2 separate regions of the Rattus norvegicus genome follow, and region 2 is linked to region 1. A link is a contact called in public Hi-C data. All regions are on one chromosome and are shown on one strand. Each heading gives the region's core, a stretch centred on a gene start, on an enhancer-like site or on the middle of the called end of the contact. The rest is flanking DNA. Distances are from core to core; before and after follow the strand shown.

The links. Hi-C and Micro-C count contacts between places; a contact is called where the count stands out from the background.
Region 2: a contact with region 1 is called in a Hi-C map of frontal cortex, with 2.9 times the contacts expected there. The contact joins two enhancer-like sites. A contact is called at or near these places in 5 of 12 Hi-C or Micro-C datasets (the A7r5 cell line, Schwann cells, frontal cortex and 2 more).

What each region holds. Positions count from the first base shown.
Region 1 is chr20:7,156,963-7,163,387 of GRCr8, reverse strand. Cdkn1a (cyclin-dependent kinase inhibitor 1A) reads right to left here. Exons shown (of 3, transcript NM_080782.4): 2 at 3,982-4,437; 3 at 2,015-3,399. The coding sequence starts at 4,426. The coding sequence ends at 3,350. Among named protein-coding and RNA genes, the nearest start is that of Rab44, 6.1 kb to the left of the region's middle. Within about 2 kb of position 3,762, at least 25 of the 93 cell types and tissues checked have an H3K27ac peak or open chromatin away from gene starts, as enhancers often do.
Region 2 is chr20:7,296,685-7,303,109 of GRCr8, reverse strand. LOC102547155 (a long non-coding RNA gene) reads right to left here. Exons shown (of 2, transcript XR_362042.5): 2 at 5,923-6,425. Among named protein-coding and RNA genes, the nearest start is that of Cpne5, 9.3 kb to the right of the region's middle. Within about 2 kb of position 2,834, at least 25 of the 93 cell types and tissues checked have an H3K27ac peak or open chromatin away from gene starts, as enhancers often do.

The sequences.
Region 1 (6,425 bases), core at 2,513-5,012:
TCTCGACCTGTGGGTCACAATCCCTTTTCAGAAGAGGGGGTGGAACCAGTTTTTCAATGGAGTGACCTAAGACCATCAGATAATACAGGCATTTGCATTATGATTCATAACAGTAGCAAAATTACAGTTACAAAGTAGCAACAAAAATAATCTTATGGGGGTTGGGGATTTGGCTCAGTGGTAGAGCGCTTGCCTAGCAAGCACAAGGCCCTGGGTTCGGTCCCCAGCTCTGAAAAAAAGAAAAGAAAAAAAAATAATCTTATGGTAGGGGGATCACCACAACAGGAGGAACTGTGTTCAAGGGTTCTAGCATTAAGAAGCACTGATCTCGAAAGGCCCTGGGTTCGGTCCCCAGCTCCGAAAAAAAGAACCAAAAAAAAAAAAAAGAAGCACTGATCTACCGGCTTGCCCACAGCCTGATCTTTTTTATTATATGAGTACACTGTAGCTGTCTTCGGACACACCAGAAGAGGGCATCAGATTTCATTTCAGATTGTTGTGGGCCACCATGTGGTTGCTGGGATTTGAACTCAGGACCTCTGGAAGAGCAGTCAGTGCTCTTAACCACTGAGCCATCTCTCCAGCCCCCAAAGCCTGAGCTTATGGAGGCGTTTTTTTCTTACTTGAGGTTGCCTCCTCTCAAATGACTTCTTTTAAGTTTGTATAGAACTTGGTGTGGTGGCACAGGCCTTTAATCCCAGAGCTTGGGGGGCAGATATGTGTGTGTGTATGTGTGTGTGTGTGTGTGTGTGTGTGTGTGTGTGTGTGTGTGTGTGTATAAGATCTCTATGTTCAAGGCCAGCCTGGTCTACACAGTTCCAGGAAACCCTGGGCTACACAGAAAAACCCTATCTCAAAACGAAACAAAAACAAAAACCTATCCAGTACATATTTAGTGTGTGTGTGTGTGTAGAGGTCAGAGGACAACTAGGAGACAGTTTGTATGAATCGAATTCTCCTTCCACCCTATGGATCCTAGGGATGGAACTCAGGTGGTCAGCCTACTGGCTGAGAAAATGAATTTAGTTATTTATTATGTGAGTACACTGTCGCTGTCTTCAGGCACACCAGAAGAGGGCATCAGATCCCATTACAGATGGTGGTGAGCCCCCATGTGATTGTTGGGAATTGAACTCAGGACCTCTGGAAGAACAGTCAGTGCTCTTAACCCCTGAGCCATCTCTCCAGCCACATGACTTTAATTCTAAAGGCATCTGGCTCGGTGTCAGGGTCCTGGAACTCCAGGGAGGTTGTAGCACAGCCACAAGTTTAAGCCTTGTATAAGCAACTTAATAAGTAACACAGGATTAAAAGACACATGCATCCCAGCTCCGAAAAAAAAAGAGAAAAAAAAAAAAGACACATGCATAAAACAATCAAGGACTAGAATGCTAATTTTTTTTTAAAAAATGAAATTGAGATCTTTCTGGGGCCAGTGAGAGACTGGAGGTTGAAGGCTGGGAGAGGCCAGGCAGAATCCATACAGGAGAAGTTTAAATTAAAACACACATAATAATCTGTTATTAATAATTTGTCGTGGGATTGGGGATTTAGCTCAGTGGTAGAGCACTTGCCTAGCAAGCGGAAGGCCCTGGGTTCGGTCCCCCAGCTCCGAAAAAAAATAATAATAATAATAATTTGTCGTAATGAACACATACAGAATGAAGGCTAAGGCAGAAGATGGGGAAGCAGCCTCCTGGCCCAGCGCCGACGAGGGTGAGGCTCCTATGGGCACATTAGGGCTCTAAGGGTAAACACGCTTGCCGCAAATCCTGACTAAGTTTGATATGAGGAAAAAAAAAAAAAAAACCCTACAAATTTTGTCTCAAAATGAAAGCAAAGAGCCAGGAGTACAACTCAGTGGTGGACTTCTTGCCTATCTTGCTCAAGGACATAGGTTCAAGTCCCATCACTGGTGGGAAAAATCACATATGTGTACCCTTGTAGACGCACACCCCGGGTGCATGCAAACAACTCCCCCTCCCCCCATTTCCTCTAATAACAAGACATTACAAATCATCTAGAAGTATTTATTGAGCACCAGCTTTGGGATAGGGTGTAAAGATTCGGGACAGTGCAGGGTGTGATCCCCACACGTGGGAGGTTTACAATCTGAGCGGAGACAGGGAAGGGACCAAAATACATGTTCTCCCGGCTAAAGATAAACAGTCCAGCTCAGGGTGTTACAGAAACAGGGGTGTTTGGGGTTGGGGCCAGACCCACTAAGTGCTTCGACACCCACAGGGGCTCAGTATTCAATACTGGGAAAGGACCAGTCACTGCTCAGTTCCTGTGAGCTCCCTCAGCCCCCGAGGCACCATCTTGGCCTGACTCCTTGTACAACTACTAAGAAATGGGACAAGTCACTGAGGACTTCAGCGGCTGGGGTCCCCATCCCAGATAAGTCCACCCCCCACCACCACCACATACCACACACACAGGGATGCTCTGGGAAGCCCGTCTCGTCACCAAGGACCTACCCTAGACCCATAAGAAGGGCAGTTGCCACTGGAGCTGCCTGAGGTAGGACCAGGAAACCCCACTTAGTGTACCCTGTGTACCCGTTCCCTTCTGGTCCACTGAGCCGTGGCGAGGGAAAGGATGCCTCCTGCCAACCTGGGGAGGGGAAGGGTCTGAGGAAGGGAGAGCAGCAGATCACCAGATTAACCCTCAAAAATAGAGGGGCAGCTGGCAGAGACCCACAGGGGAGGCGGGGTCCCCAGGAGTGGCAAAGGATCTTCACAGGTCTGAGTAAATGTCAAGGCTCTGGACGGTACGCTTAGGTCCTAACCGGGCATCTTTGTTCTAGGCTGTGACTGCTTCACTGTCATCCTAGCGGGCCTTAGAGGTGACAAGGAGACCCCGAAGTCCTACTCAGTTGTCCAAAGTGCTATTCAGGTCTGAGGATCGCCCCCAGGTAAGAAGTGGCAAGGAACCAGGCAGGGAGTGGGGGCGGGGGAGGAGTTAGGGGGGAGGGGCGGGGATTGGGCGAGATGCGAGATGCAGATGGCATGAGGCCAGTGCGACCATCCCGCCAGGACCATCCCGCCAGGATCAGAAACACAGCTTGGGTTGAGAAGGACTTAAATAATGGTCTACATAAAAAAAAAAAAAAAAAAAAAAAAAAAACAGCACTAAGGAGCCTACCGTCCTACTAATTTCATTGTTTTGTTTTGTTTTTTAAATAACTAAGTTTGGAGGCTGGGAGGGGGCAGGCAGAGTATATACAGGAGAAGTTTAAATTAAAACACAAATAATAATTAAGACACACTGAATGAAGGCTAAGGCAGAAGATGGGGAAGAGGCCTCCTGACCCACAGCAGAAGAAGGCGAGCCTCCCGTGGGCACTTCAGGGCTTTCTCTTGCAGAAGACCAATCGGCGCTTGGAGTGATAGAAATCTGCAGAGAGAACAGATGTCAGGCCAGATGCAGAGGGTGAGGGCATCATTCCCCAGACAAAGGGACATGTGGCGAGTCCTGGGGAAAAGCTACAGGGCACTACACCTCCTCCTCGTCAGAGGGCTAGGGCTCTAGAGAGGCTAGATTCCCCCACCCCCACCCCGCAAGCTGGAGTTAGTTATAGGAAATCGTGGAGCACCCGGTGCAGGGAATCGAACTCAGGCCCCTTGAAGAGCAGTAGCCGTGCCATCCCTCCAGTCTTTCTCCCTTCTTATTTGTTTACTGAGTTGGCAGTACGGGGGGTGGAGCCTAGGGCGTGGACTACTACGTCAGCACTCCCCACACACACACACAAGCTCTTCCCTAGTGGGTTCCAGGCCAAATGCTCTACTGCCAAACCCCACACTATCCTGGGCCTTCCGTTCAAAGCAGAGAAAAAGGCCTGGATCATGTGACCGTCAGCTGTTCGCTCGGAATGGCTTGGTGCTGGCTGGAATGTTCTCTGCAAAGGCGATCCTCAGCAGGCGGCCTCGCCTCTCCAGGCCTCCCGCAGTATCTTGCCTCCCCTTCTCCTGTCCTTACCTGTTAGGCTGGTCTGCCTCCGTTTTCGGCCCTGAGATGTCCCGGTCCCGCCCGGGGAGTCTTCAGGCCTCTCAGGGGCGTGAGACACCAGAGTGCAAGACAGCGACAAGGCCACGTGGTCCTCCGGAGCTGGCCCTGGCCCCTGCAGCAGGGCCGAGGAGGTACTGGGCCTCTTGTCCCCTCCCAGGTCATCACGGCGGCGGGACCCAGGGCTCAGGTAGATCTTGGGCAGCCCTGGGCTCCGAACACGCTCCCAGACGTAGTTGCCCTCCAGTGGCGTCTCAGTGGCGAAGTCAAAGTTCCACCGTTCTCGGGCCTCCTGGAGACAGCTCGCCATGAGCGCATCGCAATCGCGGCTCAACTGCTCACTGTCCACGGGACCGAACAGACGACGGCATACTTTGCTCCTGTGTGGAACAGGTCGGACATCACCAGGATCGGACATGGTGCCTGTGGCTGAAACACAGGAAAGACCCAGGTCACTATGGAAACTACACTACCAGTCACAATCTTCCAGTTCCGGGGTTGGGGATTTAGCTCAGTGGTAGAGCGCTTGCCTAGCAAGTGCAAGGCCCTGGGTTCGGTCCCCAGCTCCGGGGGAAAAAAAAAAACAAAAAAAAACAATCTTCCAGTTCCCTCTGGTCCTCCTAGGTGCTTTCCCACCACACCAAGAGACTAAGGTGGGTGTTGAGTTCAGCCGGCCCTGCACCCCAGAGGTCACAGCTGATGTCCACAGAAGCCAATACGCTGCAGAAGCAGGGGTCACGGTCCTGTTTACACCAGGAAGACTACTAGCTAAAATCAATGACTTGTGCTAAAGTGTCCTTCGTGGGTGTCAACATCCCAAATGTGTGTGAATCACCAAGGTCCAGCGGTTTCCCAACAGTCCCCTATCCTGCCGTCCTTGGGGGTAACTCCTTCCTGCCAATCAAAAGTGCCCTGGACCTTGGGATAAGACACACAAACCATAGCATTGGGCACTGCTATTTGGCACCAGTTTATATATATGTGGGTACGTTGTCACTGTCCTCAGACACCAGAAGAGATCATTGGATCCCCATGACAGATGGTTGTGAGCCACCATGTGGTTGCTGGGAATTGAACTCAGGACCTCTGGAAGAGCAGTCTTAACCACTCTTAACCACTGAACCATCTCTCCACTCCCCACCCCCTTTTTGGCACCAGTTTTTTGTTTTTTTTTTTTGTTTTGTTTTGTTTTGTTTTTTGTTTTTGGTTCTTTTTTTTTCCCGGAGCTGGGGACCGAACCCAGGGCCTTGCGCTTCCTAGGCAAGCGCTCTACCACTGAGCTAAATCCCCAACCCCCACTGAGCTAAATCCCCAACCCAGCACCAGTTTTTAAAAGCGACACCATGTCTCCGGCCTCAGTTTCTTAGCCAGTGTGGTAGCATTCTCGGGCAGCTGGCATGTTGTCTGGGAGAGAGAGGAGAACACCAGAGCTGGGCTGCCTAGATCAAAATCAAGGCTTTGCTGGGCGACCCCCTACTATGTATCTTAACATCTCTGGGCTCCCAATTTGAGGATGAGCTCAGTGAGTGTAGCCCCTTGGAAAATGGAGGCTGTAATCCTCTCCACCCCCAGTTCTGCCAGAGCCTCCTCCCGGCCCCTCCCTCTAGACTGCCACTGACAGGTGCCACAGGCTGGAGGCCTTTTCCCAAGGATGCCTTGGGGGGAAAAGAAAGTCTGAAGGAGTGGAGCAGGGTTACGGCCCTCTCCCAGGCTGAGCCACATCCTGCCAGGCATGTCAGGTAATCTGGAGTCTAGACACCTCCCAGCCCCGGGTGCGCCTACAGCCTGTGCCTAAGGAACCCGTTTTACAGAAAAATCATAGGTGCTGGTTGACCTGGCTCCTCTCCAGGAAGGAGGGATACCTGAGTGGCCGATCCTGCCTGCTCTGGCCTGACTCCAAGACGAGGAGACGCAGCTCCTAAGGAGGGACTGGGCTCTCTCGGGCATGGCTCCAGCCCTCCAGCTTTTGAGCTTTGCAAGGCGTGCCCTGTGGCTTCCTCAGGCGAGGCGCCCTGGACTCTTACCACATACAGCCCCAGCTCCTTAAGACCTCAGGGTGAATTTGCCCACAGCTGGGAGAGAGAGGGAGGGTACCCAGACTGTGATTCAAGGTAAGAAGCCAGGAGAGATGGAGACGCTGGGGCTCAGGGCACCGGGCCTAGCAAACAAAACGCTTTCTATAAAACTGGGTGTGGTGGCACACACCTGTAATCCTAGCAGTCTGGAGGCAGAGGCAGGGAAAGAAGTTCAGGATCCACCTTAGCTACCACATAGGGAATGTGGCCAGCGCTGTGGCTTCGATAAATACCTAAAACAGCCCCTCCCCAAAACGCAGCCCTTGGGAGGCAGAGGCAAGAGGTCTGTGAGATCAAGGCCAGCCTGGTCTGCGTTGTGGGAGCCTGGCTAAGAGATGAACA
Region 2 (6,425 bases), core at 1,585-4,084, 140 kb before region 1:
TTCCTCACACTGGGAACCTCTTAAGGTGTTGTGTGTTACTGTGTACGTTTTGGGAAGTGACCTAAGTCCCATTCCACAAGCTCCCGTTCCTCCCGGCAATGAAAACACCGTGCATTGTACAGAAGTTAGCAGCCATACTGGTGCAGGAAAGGTTCAACCTAATTGTCATTTATCCAGGGTTAGTGTAGCTGGTTTAATGTGTAAGGGCCTTTTGTGCATGGGTTTGAGCACAGAAACAAAATATTCTCTCAATAACGAAGAAAAAGGAAAACCCACCAACCAGCCCTGAAGATGGTGTTGGGATGCAGAGTCGCACACTCTGTTGGTGACATATGTCCTCCAGCCGTCCCGGGGCTGCCTCTCAAGGCACAAGACACCCATCTGCCACCTCCCAGAATTATCACTGGTCCCTGTGTCAGCGGCTCCAAGCTAGTAGGAGAACCGACATTACTGTGAGGTTATGGTTCTGCATACACAGAGCAAGAGAGCAGCACAGGCATTGTTCCTGGCTTCTAGAAAAGTCTCCACACACATGCCAAGGCAGCTACCCGCTGGCACAGCGCAGGGCCTCAGAAGAGGGGACCTGCTCGGAAGCCTGAGGTACAGACACCTTGTCTCCATGCCCGGAAGCCTGGTTAGCAGGGATCCCACTGAGTTAGCCTGTCAGCTGTGTCAGGGTAAGTAAGGACCATTAGACTGTTGGTGTGACAGTAGGGTACGGGTGACCCGTTCTCACCTTGGGTGGTAGAGAAGGAGCCAGTTTCTGACTTAGGTAGGAATAATGAAAGGCTTGGGGGACTCAACAAAGGACAGAAAGAAGTAACCTCTGTGGGAAGAGTCTAGACTTGGAGAGGAGGTTTGAGGTTAGGTGTAAAATCAGCGGAAGAAGCCCAGAGCCAAGCGCCCATGCTGTAAGTTGTGCGAGCTGGCCCGTCTGTGCTCAGGCACAGTGCGTAAGCATTCAGGCCCCTGGAGATGGTGCCACACTTCAGGTAGCAAGACACGAAGTCACGTTTGTCTAACAGGAACCTGAAGAGGGAATTTTTGCAACAGCATAAAGCAGGCAGGTCCTTGACCCCTCGGTCTGCCCCTCCAAGGCCTGGGGAGAGAAGAGAAAGCCCAGGCTGAGTTCAGCGCTCCCCCCCCCCCCCACCGCTCTGACTGCTGAGAGGGACACCAGAGGACAGAGCCCTGCTGTGCGTGCCCCTTAGGTATTATACTGAGTACCAGGCCCTGCTGTGTGAGCACCACAGCGCCCGCCTGAAGTGGAGCGGTCAGTGAGACAAGTGGCAGAGAAGGGAGGGAACTCTGCAGCCATAAGACACCTGTGAAGCAACCTGGAAACACTTCTTTCCTTGGGTTCTCGTTATCCGGGACAGGTCCTCACAGGTCCTCGTGTATCCCAGGCAGCCCTTAACTCTCTGTAGCTAGGAATGATCTTCAACTTTCGATCCCCTCATCCAAAAATCGGCGTCGGGGTCAGAGGCCGGCCTTGAACTCACGGCGGTCCTCTGCAATGGGATCACAGTACTGCTCACGGCAGAATAGGTATTCCGAGCAGGATCTGGTACCGGAAACACTTTTTAAAAGCCAGCTTCTGGTACCAATAGACCTTAAAGCCACAACACGACATGCCTCTTCAGCCTCCTGTCTGTGTGTGTGTGTGTGTGTGTGTGTGTGCGCGCACGCGCGCGCGCGCGTTCATTCCATCCCAATGTTGGGGCAGAGAACCCAGGACCTCCTATTTGCCAGGTAAGTGCCCTTCCACTGCACCTGACTCCTCCTACCCCCCTGCTTCTCTATGCCCATCCCCAGGAGCCTCCCCTCACAGCCTCTTCCCTCTGTGCTTTGACCTCAGCAAGGCCCTGCCCTGTTCTCATTCCGTGGTGTCCCAGCACCTTCGAAACGCTTTGAGGACATTGCCGAGTGAATCAAATAAAACGTCCTCCATCAGAAAAGAAACGGAGGCTCGTTGGCCAAAATCGCTGCGCCCAGAGTCACAGATCCTGGTTTGGCTGGTGTGACAGCAAAAGCCCTTTCCACTCAGCCCTCTGGAAGTCCTCGGCTTCGTTTATTTTTGGATCCCGTCTCCAGAATATGTCAAAATAGCTTTCCCCACAAACTGCTCCTCCCCCCACCCAGATCCTCGAGCCAATCTGAGCCTCCCCGTGGCCCCTCCGGCACCACGCTTGCAGGGTGCGGAGGAGGAAAAGCATTGGCAGGAACATGTGTTCGAGTTGAGTGCTTCCTGCCAAGAAGCACTCCGTGCCCTTAGAACCGGGTTCCAAAGAATAGGCCCCTGTGATGCAGGTAAGCGTCCGGAAAGAGGCCGGTCCAGCAGCCTCAAGAAGGCTGGGCTGGTCCCATGGAGACCTCGCACTCCTGCTTGTTCTTCCAAACTGGTGATTTGGAATCCCGCCTGTGGTGGCGAGCCTGAGACCACTCTGGCCTACATAGCGGGGTCCCTGCCTTCCAGAGGGAAAAACAAAAATTCGAGAGTTGTATCTGGGTGGGAGATGGCTCAGCAATAAGAGCAGGTGCCTGCTTCTCGGGCAGAGGACCAGCATTCAGCTCTCAGCACCCACATGGGGATTCACAGCAGCCTGTAACTCCAGTTAACTCAGGGCGTCTGACTCTCCCTGTTGGCCTGCATGGGCTCCTGCACACACACGGTACCTACACATGAACTCATACAAACACATTAAAATAAGTCTTTTTAAGACCCCTGTCTAAAACCACAGGGCAAGACGTGCGAACGCAGGAGTGTGAGGTCTTCGTGTCACCTTGGAGAGCCACGTGACACCTTGAATTGAGCCTCCCTGTTCGTCAGGCTGAGGTTTGAACTCTGGTTTCAGCTTCAAGACTGAATGTAGGTCAATTTGAGAAGATTTCCTCCAGCTGCCAAGTTTGCATTTCGCACGCTATTTTGGAAGTCTGCCACTAGAGGCCGCTGTGAATGCAGTTTAGCCTTGCGGCTGCTTCAGAAGACAGAAACACCTTTCATGATTTTACTAAGCCGAAGCCAGCTGCTCTTGGAATGAAGAAAACCGAGGACTGCTCAGATTGCCACCAACTAGAATTGAGCTTTGAGCCCAGCAGAATGAGCCTACGAGAGCCAGGGTGCTCCACCTTCTGTCAGCTAGTCTAGGCAGACACTCCCAGGTCTGGGCTGCAGGAGCCTGGGGCCTGGGCCTAAAAAGCTGGCTTCTCCTCTCTGTTTAGTCCTCCCCGAGCAGTAAAATCATCCTTTCTGTGGTAATCCGGAGTCCTTCACTGACATTAGCCAGGAAATAACTTCGCTTGAGAAAACAGTTCAACTTGAGTATTTCTGTCTTTGTTTTTGTTTTGCTTTGTTTTGAGACAGGATCTCTCTGTATCTCTGACTGTCCTGGAACTCTCTACAGACCAGACTGGCCTTGAACTCAGAGATCCGAGCACTGGGATTAAAGGCACATGTCGCCGCCACCCTCCAGTGTGCATTTCTGTCTTTATCACCCAAACCGAGGCTGACCTTATTACACCCATTTCTAGATGAACAAACTGAGGACCAAAGCCCAGTAAAGTGAGTGAATAGACGGAACAATGGGCCCAAAGCCCCTATCGCTATCGAGGGACGGACTTGGGGATGTCTTGCTGAGTTTAGCTCTTTTTCCGTTGTCCCCGTCTTGATACATAGAGGGGGAAGATGACCTTGCAGGTGGGGACATCCACCCTGCTCTGTACTCTCAGGCTCCTTCCCAGAAGCCGGCCGCTGGGGCCCAGGACACACATGACCCTGATCAGCGTGTTAATTGGGTCAGAAATGTAATGGCCGAACCGCTGTGCCAGGCTCATGGAAACCACTTTCCCCTCCTCAAGGGTCTGGCTGGGCTCCGTTAAGAGCTGTGCCCGGTGTACTCAATACAGGCAGAGGCGGTGTGGGGGAGGGGCCGGGCACATCTCTGCTTCCTCATTAACTGACAGGGAAAGTGGCTATTCCGGGTCAGCATATACACGTAGGCAAAGTCATCAAAGGGAGGGGAATCCACAGTTTACCGTTGTTTGCAGCCACGTTCAATCCTGAAGACTTTGCTTTTTGTGGCTCCTTTTCCGGAAACAGGAGGAACGAGGGACTTGGTGAGCTCAGGTCATGGTGGGGCGGCCTTACACTTCTGGTTCCAGTGGATCCTCAAATGCAGGGCTGCAAAATAACCTTCCTCCCTGGTTTGCTTTGTCCCTCTGTCATGCTGGTCATGCTGGAAGTTCACGTGTGTGTGTGTGTGTGTGTGTGTGTGTGTGTGTGTGTGTGTACCTATAGGACCCAGAGCATGGAACATACTGAAGAAAACCTGTGCCATGGAATTATACCCCTGACCCTATCTTTTCCCTACTGGGGGAAACCTAATGAACAGAGATCCCAGCAGAGAGGATGGTAAGACAACTGCTCTAGGCCGGTGGCACAAGCCTGACACCTGAGTCTCACCTAAGGGCTGATGGAATTATCAGAGAACCGGAGAACAGCCATTTCCCTCGGTCAGGGCAGCCATTCCTAGCCAAAGGTAGAGGAGGCAGGCCAACGAGAATGTGTCTGATGAGCTGCCGGGAGTGGGAAGCAGAGCTAATAAACTCAGGGAAATCTCGGCAGGCAGCTGAAGACTCCAGCAGGCTCGCCAGGGCAGGGCCTCCGGGACCTCGGCTTGCACACAAAGCCAGGCTCCTGGCCTTCTGTGCACATTTCAGTTACCTCTGCAGCCAGGCAAGCAAATACGAGTCGCATGGCGTGAAAATCAATTTAGAGCTTAAGGGGGGGGGGGGGGGGAGTAGGGATTTCATCCTCAGCGGCTTCCCAGGCTTGCCCTGTACAGGTACCGCTAGGAGAGACAGCCAGGGCGGTGGGGCAGCAACAGCCCCCTCTTCTATCCCCACCCCCCACCCCAGGGTCTTTGGAGCTAGTCAGAGGAGGAGGAGGAGTTCCAGGAATGGAATTGGCGGAGAGAGAGGCTGTGTCTCCCTGCTCCTCCTCGGCTTGAGAAGACATCATGCTCGCTAGTTGGAAGCCGGCAGGACCGGGAGGAGCTGAGTCTGCTTTTCAGCTTGAGACCAAATCTCCTGTTTTCTAAGATGCTCAGACAAGGGGAGAGGGTCTTAGCATGGAGCAGGGTGTTCAGCAAGCCCCAAAGCAAGCCAGCTTGCCGCACGAGGGAGGGAGGAGGCTGTTTTCATTTGGAATTAGGAGCTGGGGGTGTAGCTGGGTGGCAGAGTGTTTGCTGGCATGGGCTAGGCCTTAGCTTCCAGCACCAACACTATAAAGGGAGTTGGGGGCGGGGTGGGGGGTGTCGAGAAAGATGAAAACTTGGACCCAGGTCGAGGCTGGGCAAAGTCAGGCTGTGGAGTCCAGGTAAGAACCAAGCCTTCCGACCCCAGCCCCGCCCCCACCCTCATGTACACCAATCGGAAGTGAAGCACTGGTCAGATCATGGGGTCTGGGCTAATCTGGAAGAGGTGTAGTCTGATGCACATGCACGGCCTGAGAGAAAAGGCCTGGGGCATCCAAGCTAGCTCTCGAGGATCCTGTCACCAGGGGTGAGCACACGGACCTCATTGCAGGGTCAGAAATGGTACATCTGTGTGTTAATGAGGTGAAAGTTAAGGCAACCATCTAGAGGGAGCTGAGGTAAAATGGTTCATACTGAGGCAGGAAGGTAGCGGATGGGTTCGGGGCCAGCTAAGACTATGGTCAGATCAAGGTCGACGTGGGCCTAGACTGGTAATATAGCTCGGCTGGTAGAGTGCTTACTGAGTTTGATCCTCAGAACTATCTAAAACCAAGTGCTGTAATCCCAGCGCCCTAGAGGTGGAGGCAGGGGCATAGAGAATTTGAGGCCAACCTGGGCTACATGAGATTCTGTCTCCAAAAGGAACAACAACAACAAAAACCCAGACTCTAATTTGAATCTGAGTATTTATTAGCTTTTGTTGCTAATTACCATCCGCTGGCAAACGGCCCTGAAGGGATTTCTTTCCCTCCATGGGCCTCAGTTTCCAGATCCGCAGAGCCATCTTTTAAGACCTCTGCAGCACTGAGGTTTGCAACCCACACCACACCGCTACTGGATGAAGTTTGCCAGGGAGGGAAATCAAGGGAGGTGACAGGTTGTGATGTTTACGCTGGGTTGGAGTGAGACCGAAGTTGGACATTGCTCCGAGAATCAGGAAGAAGTCTGCCTGAGGCCAGGGTCTCAGTTTACAAGACCGGAGGCTTGCATCCTCCCCAGGGCTCTTAGCTCTGTGAGCATGGGAGACCTAGAACGAAGCCAGCTGCTGAAGCAGTCTCAGTCCAGGTTCCTCGCTGCCCATTCATCTGCAGCTTCCTTAGGAAGAAAACTCTTGAGCTGCCATGGCCGCCTGAGCCCTCCACCCTAGAGATGGCTGGGTGTAGGAACTGG